Linked DNA regions of Macaca mulatta: regions 1, 3 and 4 are each linked to region 2. The links are chromatin contacts, called in public Hi-C maps. All regions are on one chromosome and are shown on one strand. Each heading gives the region's core, a stretch centred on a gene start, on an enhancer-like site or on the middle of the called end of the contact. The rest is flanking DNA. Distances are from core to core; before and after follow the strand shown. Region 1 has its middle 26 kb from the start of EIF4E. Region 2 holds the start of TSPAN5 (tetraspanin 5). Region 3 holds the start of RAP1GDS1 (Rap1 GTPase-GDP dissociation stimulator 1). Region 4 holds the start of METAP1 (methionyl aminopeptidase 1).

The links. A called contact is a pair of places that touch in the nucleus more often than the background predicts.
Region 1: a contact with region 2 is called in a Hi-C map of fetal cortex germinal zone, with 2.1 times the contacts expected there. The contact joins the enhancer-like site here to the promoter of TSPAN5 in region 2. A contact is called at or near these places in 2 of 14 Hi-C or Micro-C datasets (fetal cortex germinal zone and fetal cortical plate).
Region 3: a contact with region 2 is called in a Hi-C map of fetal cortical plate, with 2.5 times the contacts expected there. The contact joins the promoter of RAP1GDS1 here to the promoter of TSPAN5 in region 2. A contact is called at or near these places in 2 of 14 Hi-C or Micro-C datasets (fetal cortex germinal zone and fetal cortical plate).
Region 4: a contact with region 2 is called in a Hi-C map of fetal cortex germinal zone, with 3 times the contacts expected there. The contact joins the promoter of METAP1 here to the promoter of TSPAN5 in region 2. A contact is called at or near these places in 2 of 14 Hi-C or Micro-C datasets (fetal cortex germinal zone and fetal cortical plate).

Annotation. Positions count from the first base shown.
Region 1 is chr5:108,210,965-108,214,897 of T2T-MMU8v2.0, forward strand. No RefSeq gene overlaps it. Among named protein-coding and RNA genes, the nearest start is that of EIF4E, 26 kb to the left of the region's middle. Within about 2 kb of position 2,622, at least 39 of the 40 cell types and tissues checked have an H3K27ac peak or open chromatin away from gene starts, as enhancers often do. A contact at or near this core is called in fetal cortex germinal zone and fetal cortical plate, where this site is marked.
Region 2 is chr5:107,943,383-107,947,228 of T2T-MMU8v2.0, forward strand. It overlaps TSPAN5 (tetraspanin 5), which reads right to left and starts at 1,719. Exons shown (of 8, transcript NM_001194290.2): 1 at 1,236-1,719. The coding sequence starts at 1,316.
Region 3 is chr5:107,560,187-107,564,259 of T2T-MMU8v2.0, forward strand. RAP1GDS1 (Rap1 GTPase-GDP dissociation stimulator 1) reads left to right here and starts at 2,562. Exons shown (of 15, transcript XM_078002021.1): 1 at 2,562-2,747.
Region 4 is chr5:108,272,493-108,276,544 of T2T-MMU8v2.0, forward strand. It overlaps METAP1 (methionyl aminopeptidase 1), which reads left to right and starts at 2,180. Exons shown (of 11, transcript NM_001261513.1): 1 at 2,180-2,364. The coding sequence starts at 2,251.

The sequences.
Region 1 (3,933 bases), core at 1,372-3,871, 270 kb after region 2:
ATTTTTCAGGCCGAGCGCAGTAGCTCACGCCTGTAATCCCAGCACTTTGGGAGGCCAAGACAGGCAGATCACCCAAGGTTGGGAGTTGAAGACTAGCCTTACCAACATGGAGAAGCCTCGTCTCTACTAAAAGTACAAAATTAGCCAGGCGTGGAGGCACATGCCTGTAATCCCAGCTACTTGGGAGGCTGAGGCAGGAGAATTGCTTGAACCCAAGAGGCGGAGGCTGCGGTGAGCCAAGATAGCGCCATTACACTCCAGCCTGGGCAACAAGAGCAAAACTCAGTCTCAAAAAAAAAAAAAAATTCATTTCTCACTAAAAATAAACACTTCGATACTCTTATATATTCTCAAAATACTTTGGTTTCCACCTTCGCCAACTTTGTTTTTAGGTTCCCCTACTCCCCAAATTTAAAGGTAACATCCAAATCTCCCAAAGTCTGCACCAGAACAAATACTGTATCACTGACCACATCCCTAGGAATTAAGTTCCTTAAGGGTTTACATTCAACAAGGTATAGACTCACATCTTGTATAACTTTGTATCCTAAAGAACACTTGGTACAACACCCTGGATATATCAGGAGCTATTAATATTTACTAACTCAAAATATAGTCCTTCATCACTTTGCAGTTCTGTTCTGTGCTCCTGAAACAAAACTGCATAAACTCTGCAAAACTCAAGGGACCTAAATGTGACAGAAACTTCACAGCATTCCTTATTATTTTATAGTTTACAGTCTTGTAGCCTTGCCCCTATTACCAGATGTAATGCTTTTTACTGACACTAGTATAGTGGGGTAGGAACAGATCTAGACAAAAGTGGACATCAGAACCTGTCAAAGGGGTTTAAAATTTATATTTTACATACCTATCCTTCATTAGTGTTATGTAACATTAATGTTCTAAAATCAGTTATCTGTAGCAACAACTTAAGAGTTTTTCAATCTAATTCCCAGGAACATAAATGAAAACTGGTGCCAATAAAAAAACAAGCAAGCAAGTAAGCAAGCAGAAACGCTGCCTTGAATTCTGACAAAAAGGTAAGGATAGTTTACACCAACGCAATGAAAAATAAGCCTTTGTGTAGTCTATAAGAGTTTTTGAAATTGTTTCACTAAAGTCTTTAAAAATGCCGGGCGCGGTGGCTCACGCCTGTAATCCCAGCACTTTGGGAGGCCGAGGTGGGAGGATCACTTGAGGTCAGGAGTTTGAGACCAGCCTGGCTAACATGGTGGAACCCCGTCTCTACTAAAAATACAAAAATTAGCCGGGCAAGGTGGCGCGCGCCTGTAATCCGGATTCAGCTACTCAGGAAGCTGAAGCAGGAGAATAGCTTGAACCCGGGAGGCGGAGGTTGCAGTGAGCCGAGATCACGCCACTGCACTCCAGCCTGGGCGACAGAGCAAGACTCCATCTCAAAAAAAAAAAAAAAAAAAAAAAAATCTTTAAAAGCAAAGCAAACTGGTAAACCATTAGCGAAACCACAAGCTACCATGAAAAGATACACAAAAGTATCTGGCAACCAAAGTCTAGAGATGGTTCCAGAGTGTGAAAGGTTTACTGATTGCTAATAAACTCCATTATGCACCCAAGATATCTTCACTTAGCTGTGTCATTTCTAAAAAGGCAACAGAGCCCAGAAGTTTCAGTGAGCCAGTCCTGGCAAACTCAAATTATGAAAAAATATACCCTCTGCTTAAAGATTAACTACAAACCTACCCTGGGACCAGCTTGCTTCAGTTAAGTTTAAAATGGTGCCTAAATCGAAAGGAAAGCCTGTAGCATAGAGAAAAAAAAAAATCAAATGGAAAAGTAAATGTAAAAGTTTCTATTTCCAATGAACTGCGTCTCAGAAATCTTCCAGGCGATAAAGACTCGGAAGAACAGAGGGATCTAGCCCCATTCGCATTCTCAGAGGCGTGCGCACTGCGCGGAAAGGATGAATGAATGGAAGACCGGCGCGTGTGAAATGCAGCAGGTCCGGCCGGCAAGCCGACCGGCTACAGCGATCTGTAGGCCTCGCTCCTCCCCCTTCCCTCCTCCATGACAGCCCAGTCCCAAGCATGGAGGGGCGAGGACAATGTGATACCCTTTCTCACCACCACCATCCCTCATTCTACTTGGAGAGCTTCACCGTGACACTCGAGTGTTCTTTCCCACCCCAACCTTTCTCGCCTACCCCGGCGCAAACACCGGCAACACTTCGGCGCGTTGGATTAACAGGCGCTCGCCCCTCTCAACTCCTCTAAGCGAGGTCGAAGCTCCTCCGCGCGTGCCGCGGTACCACTCCCGCCTAACCCACCCTCCGGCAACACTCGCCCACCAGCTCCACAGTCCACCGGTCTAAGGAAGACGTGCGCGCGCCCCGCACCCGAGCCCCGGGGCTGGGGCTCTGGAGGGAGAGAAAGACTGCCCCAGGGCTCCCTCCTCCATCTCACTCCAGGCCGGCTCGCCGCCCACCCTGCCTGCGGATCCCAGTGCTCGCTGGGAGCCGGCCCCGCGCCTTCCCATCACGAAGACACCATCCCCACACAACTAGCCCAGAACCCCAGCTACCCTCCACCCTGTAGACACCTCGCGGCTCCGCAGGAGGCGCCACGCCGCCCCTCCCCCACACCGCTCCCCCAGTTCTCGGGCCCCCACCAGAAAGTGTGCGCTACATGCCGCCTCGGCCAGCCTCCGGGACGTCTCCACTTGTCCACGGGAGGTCAGGTCCAACATGAGGGGGAGGGGGCGGCAAGGGGTAGAGTGCGCGCCGGGAACGCAGTCCCGCGGAGTCCCCCAGTTAGAAGGGGGACGGAGCGCGGGGACCCGTGGGGGTGGGGGCCAAAGGCAATACTCACCGGTTCGACAGTCGCCATCTTAGATCGATCTGATCGCACAACCGCTCCAGAAGGGGGGGTAAGAGGAAAAAAATGAGATTCAAACCGGATTGGCCAGCTACTGACCACGTGATGGACGTGTCCGTTTGGCCCTGGCGGCGCCTGCGCAAGACTGCGGCTGCGTGGGTAACGAGAGGCTTCTGGGAAGTGGAGTCTCTCCCCCACCTTTTTTTTTTTTTTTTTTTTTTTTTTAAGGCAGATTTTTTTTAAAAAGGACCGGTCACGTGGCTGATGGGTAGGGTGCGCGGTTCTCAACGCGGCGGACGCTCGCTTGCTGGAGGGTGGTTTCAGTCCTCTGCTCTTCCTCCTGGATAGCTGCGGTCACACTTACTGCCAGGCATGCCTACTGTGCCCTTTGTCGCCCTGTCCTCCCATCTTCCCCGGAAGGTTGGGAACTGCAGGCTCAGCACACACAATACGGCTTCATTTGCTTAGTTGAGGTCCCAGGACAAGTTGCCTGTGTGTTTATTTAGTTTTCTTTTGACCTCCCACCATTTTCTCTTAGTTTCAAAAAGAGGCGGCGATGCAGAGTCGTTTAGGCAATCAACCCTCCCACGTCCCCTGACTCCGCTAATGCTGGTGGTCATTCGTTGCCATTTCTGCGAAAGGGGACGGACGGAACCGCTCGCAGTACCCGCTTGCCACCGGCTGGATGAGGGGGAGGGGACGACAGCTTTTACTGTCCCAAATCCTGAGATTAAGACCTCAGGGCTAAATCTTGGGTGGCAGTAAAAATTACTTGGAAGTTCTGCGCAACCGTTCCAATATTCTGCTTTAACGTGCACAGAAATAGCCTAAGTCCAGGTGCCAGCCAGGGAAGCCACTCCGGGCCCCGCTGACTAAGCCCTGGACTGATAGTCTGGAGTCGTTAGGCCGGGTCAGCTATGCCTCTTGACGTTGACTCATTCTCCTTAGGCGAGTGACTTAGTGGTTCGGCGCCTCAGCTTTTTTATTTATGAAACAAAGGTGATGATACACTTACCTCACAAGGGTGTACTTTGTAATGACTGTAACCGGCTTTGAAAATGCACTGGACTCTAGAAATGAT
Region 2 (3,846 bases), core at 469-2,968:
AAACAGCCCAAACGAAAGGAGAATCCAAATAAATACATTCCGTGTTCAAACTGCTGTGGATAATTATTGATCCTGCAGTTGGATCATTGTTTACCTCACACTGAACAGCAACTTAGAGAATCCCCCACCCAGACAGCCACCATCTTTACTTTCCATGGAAAACGGGGTGCCCATTGAGGAAGAGGATGAGATGGGATGAGAAGGGGAAGAAAAATAACATGGTCTTCGAACCAACGTTTTCCCCTTGTCCTGGAGAACTCTTTGTCTGGCTGCTGAACACGTTTGCCAGATCAAAGAAAAGAATCAAAACAAACAAAAAGAGCAGGCGTCCCAGCCTAATTACAATAGGTGCCCAACACATTGCAGTCCCAAGCAGAGCATAATTTGAATCTTGTGTTAAAGCATTTGCTCTCTCGGTTCCCCAGTGAAACATGCCTCGCACACCTTCTCCTTCTCCAAAGGTTTTCCCAAAACGGCCCGCTCTGTGTCACTCCTGTAAAAATGAGGACGTGGGGCACGAGCACGTTGAAATATGTGTTGACGGTGACTTGTTATTATCCTGACAATGATATATACATATAAATAAATCTCTCTACCCCGCACGCCCACTGGCCAGTCCATTACGCACAAGGAGCGCTTTCCAGCTAAAGAGGAGAGCGTGCAGGAAACGTTATTTACGTGCACATTACAGAACCATATACCACGGCATCTGCATCCTACACAAAGCCCGAGATGGTGCAAGAAGATACACGCTGAGCATGGCACAGACCAGCCGCGGCAACACAGAGCCAAGCCCTCGTCCAATCAGATCGTTGTTAGAAGGTGGACCTCAGGGTCGGCTGCGCCCGATTAGCCTTCCCTATTATGACACCACGCTCTGCCCAACATCCATATCCCACCCGGAGCAAATCCAATTCGTGCGGTTGCTCATTTCTCAAACTGCCGAACCCTTTCTTTTATCTGCATCCCTGCTATTCGTTCCTTAAAAAGCCACCAGAAGGCCTCGGTGCCCCCTTTCCGCCTCGGTTTCTCTTTTTACCTCTTCCCATTCCTCGAAAGGATTAAATGTTTATCTCTCCAACGCGCAAGCTGGAAAGGCGGAAGGCGAATGCCTCTACGCTGCTCCGGCAAGCGCCTGCGGGGCTGCGAAAAGTAAAGGCAACGAGCAACGTGGGGGAAATCGTCGCGAATCGATCGGCCACAATAGTTGGAATCCCAGGAGCGCTCCAACTTACCCAAAATATGACATTGAAGCCAAATATGAAGTATTTGATGCAACAACTGACTTCAGGACCCTTGTAGTGCTTCCCGGACATCCTCTGGGTTCATGAAGACACTTGCCCCGGCAGCCCGAGTTTGGAGCCCCGAAGCACCGTTGCTCGGAGCAGCCCGGCGGGAAGCAGGAGCTCAGGGACGCCGCAGGGGGCCGCAGCGCTGGCGGCCCAGGCTCAGCCGCGCGGGGACCGACCGGCGGAGAGCGGCTCCCGCACCTCCAGCTCCTCGCGCGCCGAGGCCGCTGGAGCCGGGGTGGCCGCGAGCGAGCGGGGAAGCCGCGCGCTGCAAGCCCAAGCCTCGCCGAAGCTAGCCCCGAACACAAAGCAAGCGCCCGCGTCCGTGCGCCAAGCGGTCGGTCCGTCGGTTAGTCCCTGGGCTTCGGGCAAAGGCAGCCGCTGCAGATGCTGGCTGAGACGCCGCTCGCTTGCTTGCTGGCCCGCTCGCGCGCGCCCTCCCACCCCTCGCTCCGCCCGCCGCTCGCTCCGCCCGCCCTGCCGGCTGCTCCTCCGCCCGCGCCGCCCGCAGCTCCGCCCGCCGCCCAAGCCTTGGCTAGGCGCGCGCGCGCACGGGGTCGGGCGCTCCCGGGCGGCAGTGGCACCACGTAGCCGCCTCCTTCCACCGCTCGTTTTATCCCCGCCCCTTCTCGGGCCAACCCCGAGCACCGCCGACCCCGAGCGCCGCTGCGGAGTAGGTAGAGGGTGGGAGGGTGGAGGACCGCAGGCGAGAGGGAAAAGGAAAGGGCGCCCGGGGAGCAGCCTGGCAGAGTGACCGGGATTGATGAGCGGCCGCAGCTCTGGAGGGACGCGGGCGAGAGAGTCGCTCCTCGGGGAGAGGGCTGGGTGAGTGAGGACCTGCGAGCCCCCCCCTCACATCCCTTCCGGGGTAGCCACACTCGCGCCCCCTCCTCCACAACAGGCTTCTGCGGCTAGAGAAGATGCGGTGCCACTGGACAGGGAAGGAAAGTAGTCGTGGACTTCGCTGAATAGAAAAGGGGGTAGTTGGGGAAGGTGGAGAAAAGAGCCACGGGAAGTGGGAGGAAAGGATGAAGGGATGGGACGTTGCAAAGAAAAGCTTCCTTAATCCGTGTGACTCTAACCCAGCCTCCCCACCTACCGGAGAAATGGGTTTTATCCTAGAAATGGGGAGGAGGAAAAAGAGATGACCCAAGGGAGTCCTGGCCTGGGATACAATCCTCGCCCTAGGGTCTGTTGCAACCACACAAACCCGAACAGCGCACGCTCCCCCCTACCCCGACAGAATAGTGCCTAAGAAACCTGCCTGCCTCCTAACTCTAGGAAAGAATCCTCAACGGATTCCAGGAAGCTCTTCTGGGGAATCTGAATTGGGTTTTTGGATCACGAACCATTAAGCTTTTGAACTCTGGAGAATAGAACGGGTGGCTGGAAATTGTTTTGGAACCCTACCTGAGCAGATGTGCTCATTAGTTGCTTCTTCGCCCTCCTCCTGGAGCACTTTCATAGGTGTTGGCAAAGCAGGTACCGGTATTTCATGGAAGGAGAAGAACTGCCCAGGACTGTGTGTAAATGTCTATGGGAATATTTTTAAGGATTCAAAAGGCTAGAAGGAGGTGAGATCAAAAACTTTTTCCAGCACCACCCAGTGCAACCCGGTCCTGGACACAGAAATCTAAAACGCTCCCCAGATGATACTTAAATACTTGAGTTTGAGAGCCTCTAGTTATAAGGTTTCCCTACGTAACAGCCTCTCACTTTTCTCGAAAACTGGCTAGTTGACAACCGGCAGTCAAGTTTTGTCTAGTCAAGAAGCTACTTTTTCCTGCAATAAACCACACTTAGAGATAGTCCTGGGCTTCAGCAGGATTGAGGCTATAGTAAGGTCACAAGTATGAACCAGGTACCCACAGAGATGGGAGGACCAGGAGATCCTACTCATTCAGTACCTCAGAAGCTATGACACGGGATAACAGTGACTTCAGCCTTTTGGATGAAATAATCCTCTCTCCCTCAAAAGTGCTCTCCACCCACTCGAAACACAGGCCATACTACCACCAATCTGGTAGACTTCAAAAGTAAGGTCTTTCAGCAGCAGATTTCCTCGTTCACAGGAAGGCACTGACAAGCTTTACCTAAGCCTATTGGAGCTGTGTTGTAATTCTGTATATAAATAGAACAGTCGCTGCAGGAATACTGGATGAGTCAGAAGAAAGGTCTGTCCTAAGCTGATGTGACACATTTCAAAAGGACCAGAAATTAGATGGAATTGATGACTGAGTTGATCTCTAAGTGGATTTATCTTTGAAATAAAAATCGCTGGATATCCCATGTACCTCACCCCACACCCTCCCCCATTGTCAACATCCCCAACCAAAGTAGCACATTTGCTACAAATAGTGAACCTACATTGACAGATCATTATCACCTAAAGTCCATAGTTTACATTAGGGTTCACTCTTGGGGCTGTATATTCTATAGGGTTGGACAAATGTAGAATAACATGTACCCACCCTTATAGTATCACAGAGTATTTTCACTGCCCTAAAAGTCCTCTGTCCACCACCTATTCATCCCTTCCTCCCCCCAGTCTCTGGCA
Region 3 (4,073 bases), core at 1,312-3,811, 380 kb before region 2:
TATTGTAATATGTAATTAGATAAGGAAGTAGGAAAAATAAAGCAAGTTAACTTGAGAATCTGGAAGGTTAAGGAGAGATGAACAAAAAATGATGAGCAGCAATGCAAAGGCCCAGGCTGGTCTTCTGGAGGAGTAACAAAATGAATGTGTGACATGGCAGATGTGGGGGCAGTGAGGGGCCCTGAGGGTGGGGTCTGCGTTGGTGTATTATGCGTTGAATTGTGTATCCCTCCCTGATTCTTTTTTTTTTTTAAATTGAAACAGGGTCTTGCTCTGTGGCCCAGGCTGGAGTGCAGTGGTGCGATCTCAGATCACTGTTACTTCCGCCTCCCGGGTTCAAGCGATTGTCCTGCCTCAGCCTCCCAAGTAGCTGGGATTATAGGCACGTGCCACTACGCCCAGCTAATTTATTTATTTATTTATTTTTTAGTAGAAATGGGGTTTCGCCATGTTGGCCAGGCTGGTCTCCAACTCCTCACCTTAAGTGATCCGCCTGCCTTGGCCTCCCAAAGTGTTAGGATTACAGACGTGAACCATTGTGCCTGACCCCGGCTAATTTTTTGTATTTTTAGTTAGACATAGGGTTTCGTCATGTTGGCCAGGCTGGCCAGATTCGTATGTAGAAGTCCTAACCCCTAGTACCTTAGAATGTGACCTGATTTGGAAATAGGGTCATTGCAGATACAATTAATGTTCATGAGGTCATACTGGAGGATGGTTCACCCCTAATACGTTATGACTGCTGTTCTTATTAAAAAGGGAAATTTGAACACACAAGAACACTGGAAAACAGCCATGTTCAGATTGGAATTATGCTGCCACATACCAAGAAACTACCAGAAGCTACGAGAGAGGCCTGGACGAGATGCTTCCCCAGTGCCCTCAGAGGGAGCACAGCCCTGCCTACACCTTGATTTCAAACTTCTGGCCTCCAGAATTGTGAGATAATAATTTGTTGTTCTAAGCCACCCAATTTGTGGTATGTTACAGCATCCCTAGGGAACTAGGGATTATTTTGAGAAGCAAACAAGAAGAGCATCCTAAGAGAGTGAGATGCCTGATAGTCTCGTGCATCAGAAAAGTCCCATATAGTTGACTTCAGCAGTTAAATTGTATTTTCCTGTTTTACCAAACCTTTTTAATTATCGTTTCTTACTGTAGAAAAATCACATAAAATCTGCTCTTTGCTTAACAAATTACAGGGCCCCTTCGGATTTGTGTGCTCGAAATACCAGTCACCCAACAGAAACTGATGACTGTGACAATAGGCGACTAATTAAAAAACAAACAAACAAAAAAAGCCCTGTCTCAGCATTGGATTGACCGAGTGAAAGTTGACAGGGGAAAGACACCTCGATTCAGCTATCTTTCTCCCACAGGTTGTACTGCTGACTGCACCCTCTCCCCTGAAGGACTGCGGTCGCTGCGCCTCGGAGAGCGACCAGATTCCGCACCCCACCCAGGAGGAGCCAGGGCAAGATTAGGGTTTCCTCCAGCCTCCTCCCACAGGGCAGACGACCGAAGCCAGCCCCGGCCTCACGCGCATGCCAGGTCGGGAGGACGCCCTCAGTGGGAGCGCCCTGCTCAGGTTCTCCCCGCGGCCGAGTGGTGGTGGGAGCGGGCGGCGGCCCCGGGATCACAGGACCTCCGCCGGGTTAGCTTGGCTGTGCCGCCGCCAACCCAGCAGGACGCCTATTTTCAAGCCTGGGGGACGTAGTTCCTCCCGCTTTCACAGAGAGCAGGATGGAGCCCGACGGCACCCCGGTTAAAGGGCCTTTCCAGCGCCCTCCGGGGAACGGAAGGCCGCGCTCCTCCGGGAGGGAGAACGACACACTCTTCAAGGAAATCCTGGGGCGGGCGCTCTCCTGGCTGCCGGGACCTCTGTTTCTAAGCTGGCTACTGCTACAGCAGCCTTAACTGTCCCAATGACACGCCTGCTATAGAGCACCCTCCCGGCGGCCGCTCCTCGGCCAGCTGCCCAGCGGGCGTCCTCAGGTGTCCCCAAGAGGCACAGGCCTAGTCGCCTACACGTCCTTTCCAGCTTCGTGTCGAGGCGTCAGCTTTGGCTTCCCACCACCCCTCCCGGCTCTGCGGCGGCTCAGCCTCTTCTCCGGTTAATTCTGGCCTGTGCGGCCGGGTCGTCCCGTAAAGAAGGCGGGCCCGGGTTCCGGGTAGGGGGTTGGTGGGTCAGGGTGGGAAAGCAAGGCAGCGGTAAGTCCTCTGCTAGCAGATCGGGCTCAACAGCCCCATTCCCTGCTTTCTCCGGGCCCACCCTCCGCCCCTCAGACGGCCGCCATGAAGATCCTCTGCCGCGGCTGCAGCCGGTCTGCGAACACACGCCCACCCGCACGCTTAGCCTCGCTCGCCACAGAGGGAGGGGTGGAAAAGGTACTGAGCATGCTCGGTGGGGAGGGCGGGGCGCTCGCGGACCACGAGTCGGAGCCGGCGTTCTTCAGGCCGGCTACCGCGCCTCCGCCGCCCGCCCGCTCGGAGCCGCGCCCGCCGCAGGCTGCGCCCGCCAGCCCCGCCCCGCCCCGCCCCGCCCCTCCCCGCCCCCCGCCGCTCGTCCCCGCCGCGGCCGCGCCGCCTGCAGCAGCACCAGCTGCTCCTCCCCGGCGGCCGCCCCCCGCGGGTCCCTCCCTGGCTGCGGGAGAGACGGAGGTAGAGGGAGGACACAGAGCCGCGCCGCCCGCACCGGAGACCTTCTCCTCGCCCCGCCGGTTCCTCACCCTCGGGGAGCAACATGGGTAAGTCATCCTTCCTCCCCCGTCATCGCCTGACATTTTTTTCTTTCTCGGCGTGCTGCAGGGTGGAAAGCATTTCTCGCGCAAAGTTGCCGGATTTCTCCAGTCCCCCGGTGTGAGACTGGCTGTTCCTCCGGGGAGAGTCAGCGCACGCGGAACGCACGCCGGGTGCCGGGGCTGGGAGGGTCCCGAGCGCGGGCTGGGGTGGGGTCGGCCGCGGGCCGGACCGCCGCCCGGCTCCCCGGCACCTCGCCGTCTCGCCTCCCCTCCTCCATTCTTCCTGCCGGTGCCCGGGCACCACGGAGCCTGCCTCGCGGGCTCGCATCCGCGTCTCCATCCCCGTTTCTCCGGAGGCCGCCCGCTTCCTTTTCCCCCGCGTCTGCTGAGCTCGAGGCTCGGGTCCGACCACGACCACTTAATGTAACTTCCTTCTCTGTCAGTGCGACCTTTCCTGGTCGTGGAGACTCCTCATCCCGGGCGGGGAAGTGGAAGCAAGTAGTTTGTGAGGGAGATCTTACAACCTGCACGGAAATTATTTTCCAAGGGGGAGAGCGGACAGCCCCATAGGTTGAAAGGATGACTTGTCAGAGGCCACGAGGAACGTGAGGAAGGATAGAGCAGCTCGCTGTAGAATTAATGCTGGGTGACTACAGTGTGCAATATTCCTGTACTCAGCCTATTTTTTGGATTCCTTCGTCTGTCTTCTGTAGCAGGAAACTGCGCCCTGTAACGTTGTTACCGAACTTACATGGTAGTTATTCTTTCCCAGCTTCCCCCTGTCTAATCTACATAATCTGATTTTACTTCTTTTGTATTTATAGTTAATCTGAAGATACTGGTTTGGATGAGATATTTAAGAGCAAATATGTTTTATAAAACGATATATAAATTTAACCTATTTTTTTTACATCATCTATTGCTTAACTGTTACATTCAGTAATCACAGAAACGTCTGATGAATGCTGTCGTGTAATTAAGAGCTCAAAGTTTCTTTTAATAGTAGCGACTTGTACTAAGTTCCCCAGTTTGCTGCCACTCCTGTCTGTCATAATTTCCTCTTTTTAAAATTTGCTCCCTTGGCATCTGTCAACTGGGACTTTTCCCACCCCTTCTGTGCGAGTTATTTAAAGATTGAGATGAATGTGATCCTTTCATCTGTTAATACAGTGCTCAACACGTTCAAAGTTAGGTTGCGCAACTCAGAATCTTCAAGAAGTATCTAAACCTGGGAATGGTGTCCATAGAGTTTTCTGGAACAGCAAATACTTCAGGCTTTGATCGCGACCTTTGGCCATATATCTGGAAGAGGCCAGGGTTGATGGAGGAGGT
Region 4 (4,052 bases), core at 930-3,429, 330 kb after region 2:
TCCCAGCACTTTGGGAGGCCAAGGCGGGTGGATGGCTTGAGACCAGGAGTTCGAGACTACCCTGGGCAACATAGGGAGACCCTGTCGCTATTAAAAAAAAAATAAAGAATATATCCTAAGTAAATAAGGATGTATGTAAAGTTTTAGCTAAATGGATAGTCACTGAAACCTTGTTTATGATAGATAACAATTTAAAATAACCTATATATCTATTATTAGTGGATTTAGTCCAGTAAATTACCCATACAATAGAATATTATACAGACATTAAAATTATGTGGTAAAAGTATAATTGATGGCAATAACGAATGTGTGCAGTGTCTTATGCCAGTAATCTCAGCACTTTGGGAGGCGGGGTGACAGGATCACTTCAGCTTAAGAGTTCAAGACCAGCCTGGGCAACACAGTGAGACCCCCGTCTCTACAAAAAAGCGGAAAAATTAGCTGGGCAAGGTGGCGTGTACCTGTAGTCCTAGCTACTCCAGAGGCTGAGGCAGAAACATCACTTGAGCTCAGGATGTTGAGGATGCAGTTAGCTGTGAACACCACTGCACTCCAGCCTGGTTGACAGAATGAGATGCTATCTCAAAGAAAAACCAAACAACAAACAAAAAGTTCACATCATAGTAACTGAATAAATCAGGTAAGTAAATTACTTTACGTGGTGTGGTACAGTTTTTATTTAAAAAATATTTTATATATACATACATACTTATACCGATTTTTCTGTTTTCTTGTATACAAAAGTGTATGTACGTATGCATGTAAATATTTCTACTCCTTGATTTTATTACATCATTCGTACTGCTTATATTGCAAAACTAAGTTCTTTTTTTTTTTTTTTTGAGACATGGTCTTGCTCTGTCGTCTGGGCTGGAGTGCAGTGGCGGGATCATAGCTCACCATATCCTTGACTTCTCAGGTTCAACGGATCCTCCTGGCTCAGCCTCCTCAGTAGCTGGGACTACAGGTGCCTACCGCCACGCCCAGCTAATTTTTTAGTTTTTAGTTTTAGTTTTTGTAGAGACGGGGTTTTGTCATATTTCCACGCTGGTCTCGAACTCCTGGCCTCAAAGAATCCGCGGGCCTTGGTGCCCTGGATGCCCTGGCCTCTCAAAGTGCTGGGATTGATTACAGGCGTGAGCCACTGCTCCTAGCCAAAACAAAGTTCTTAAAAATAAAAGTAATATGAGCTTTTCTGGTGTATTAAGTACGGAGAAGCTAAAAAAATACAGTAAGATAACAAAGTTCACAGCCTTTTGTGATCAGTAAATGCTAGTTTTTCGCTCTTCCCTAGTGACAGGGAGGCACTCAAGCATGAGTTACAACACGGCAGACCTGGAATACAGATGAAAAGATTGAGGCAACAGGTTCGCAGCGGAAGGCCTCCGCAGCTTCTTTCGACTCTGACATTTCAGGATCAGCACAATTCTCCCCTATTTACCGCGGAAGCAATCAACTGGGATAATACAAACAATTATTATTTGTATTGAATACCTGATAGTTGTGTTACTATTACTAGCGCTATCGTTTTTGAAGGGGGGTTGGTGGTGTGGCAAAAAAAATTCGGGCAGGAGGGAGGGCAGATGTGAATTCCAGCCCAGCTTCTCGTTGACAGTTCTATTGCTCTCCTTTCTGCGAATGAGCGGTGGTCTTTAGGCCTCAGACCTGACAATGTCACTGAGAAATAGAACTTAACCCAGGGGACTGTTCTCCAAGGAGCGTCCGGGGGGAACCAACGCAGAGGAGCGCAGCGCCCTCTCCAGCCGCCTGCGGGTGTCGGGGATGATCAGGGCTCTTGGGTGTTTGTCAGTGAGGACAACTGCCTTATCTGACTGTAGGCACAGAGAGTGCGCCGCGAGAGGGCGGCTCCTCACAGCCAGGCGCCGGCAGGTCGCGCTCTGCGCTGGCCGACGCCCGAAGGCGCCGAATGGGAGGGGCCCTGCCGAGCTCCCTTACAGCCCCCACGTGCGCGCCGCTAGGAAGCTTGGGCACCCAGCCACCGCGAGCGGCGGGCGGGGGGCGGGGCGAAGGTGGCGGGGCGGGGCACCAGCTGCGCGCGCGGGGCGGGGGCGGGGCGCGCTGCGTGGTCCCGGTCGGCCCTGGGCTCCTCCCCCTTCCGCGCCCAGGCCGGCGGCAGGCCTTGCTCCTCCCCCGACTCGGTCTCTCTCCCCTCCCCTCCGCCCGGCCGTTCTTCCCTCCCGCCGCCGCCTCTTCCTCGGTGAGGCGCTCTTCCAGCGGGCAGGCAGCATGGCGGCCGTGGAGACGCGGGTGTGCGAGACAGACGGCTGCAGCAGTGAGGCCAAGCTCCAGTGTCCCACCTGCATCAAGCTGGGCATCCAGGGCTCGTACTTCTGCTCGCAGGTAGACGCCCGCTGCCCCGCGGATCTGCCGCCACCGCGGGACTCCTCTTCGCCTCTCCCTTGCTGGCTCCTCCCGCTCTTGCGGCGAGTCGGGACGCGCTCCTCCTCCTCCCCCCGGCCGCGTTTCCTCCTCCCCCCACCCGCGTCGCCACCGCCCCCTCCTGCCTCCTGGGGTCCCCGGGTCCTCGGGAGCCGCGCGGGGCTCACGCGGGGGCGGGGGCCGCCGCCCGCCGCGGCCATGTGGGCTGGGGCGGAAGCTGGCTCGTGTGGGGTCGCGCGGCCGCGCTAGACCTCCGCGTTCTGGGGCTGGTTCCTTGCGCTGGGGCTGGGGCCGCCAGGTGTGCGGGCTGCCGGGGGCAGGTAGCGGCGCCGTGAAACAGGGCAGCCCGAGCGTCGCGAGCCTCCACAGCCGCGGCACCGGCGGGGCTCGGGTCTGGGCGCTGGAGGCTGCCGGGCCGTCCGTCGGATCCCTGCGGGGTGGGGGGTGGAAGCGACCCGCCGGTCTCTGAGAGATGGGTGGCCGGAGGACGGTCGGAGTAGCAGAGAGGAGGAACAGAGGGGAGAAACGCTAGGTAGGTCCAGCCCCACTTCTTTGTGCTTTACTACCGTGCGTTGACACTTAAGCAACTTTGGGGGTGGGGAATGGAGAGGTCTGTGTAATTCGTTCTTTTCCCTCGGTATATAAAATTATTAATTTACAAAGCTGTAAGCTAACGGGATGAGTCACCTGTGACTGAATTTCCCAGAGTGAAAAGGACAGTTCCATTGAGGGTTAGGCGTGAAGGCTGTAATGTGTTTTAGTAAGTTTTGTGCAGTAGAGCAAACCCAGCGTTGAATGGGGTCCTGACTGAAGCGCGTGCTCGTGTTTCTGTTTACTGAAGAGTGACTAGTGTTGCTGCTGCATTTCGAGACCCAGGGTGAGGGCTGGGCGGCAATAGTATGGCTCTTACTTACAGTCCAGGTTTACTGAAGAGAGGCACATGAATATTGAAATATTAAATTGGTAGTGTCCTGTGGGGAGGAGAGCAGGAATAAAGAGAAGGCCTGATTGGGGCCCTGCTCTTGCCAATTACTGTGCGATCTTGAATTAGTAAAGTTACTTAATCTTTCTGAGTTCCAGTGTTACCCTGTACAGAGGGGATGATTATAGCTTTCTTAGTAAGTTTCACAAGCTTCTTCTGAAACCCAAATTATCCAAGGAACGTGAAATGCTGTTATAATGTAAGACCTTTTATTTTTTCAAGGATTATAGTACAATTTAACTCTGCCATAAATAAAAATATGAATAAGAGTGAAGGCAGACATATGAACACAGTACAAATAATAAAAGTATTTTCCAACATAAAACATATAAAAACGTAAAGATATAAATAAATACAATTTTTATGTCACAATACTTGTAGATAAGCCATTGCAAGAGGTCTTACCTGTGTTATATAGTCTTGTTTTTAGATAGGATATGATCCTTGACCTTGTTAGCATCATTTGGAAAAACTTGCACGTGGAGGAGTGTTGCTTGATCTAAAAATAGCATTACTCAACAATCTAAAGGATCTGTGCTAGGTTTAACATGTTGAGCATTACTCATGTTAAACCTAGTACAGGTCCTTTAGATTCTTTAAAATTTCCAAATTCTATCCTTTTGTGGCCTGTGTGGGACCTGAACTTAAGAAACAGTGTTTGCTTTTG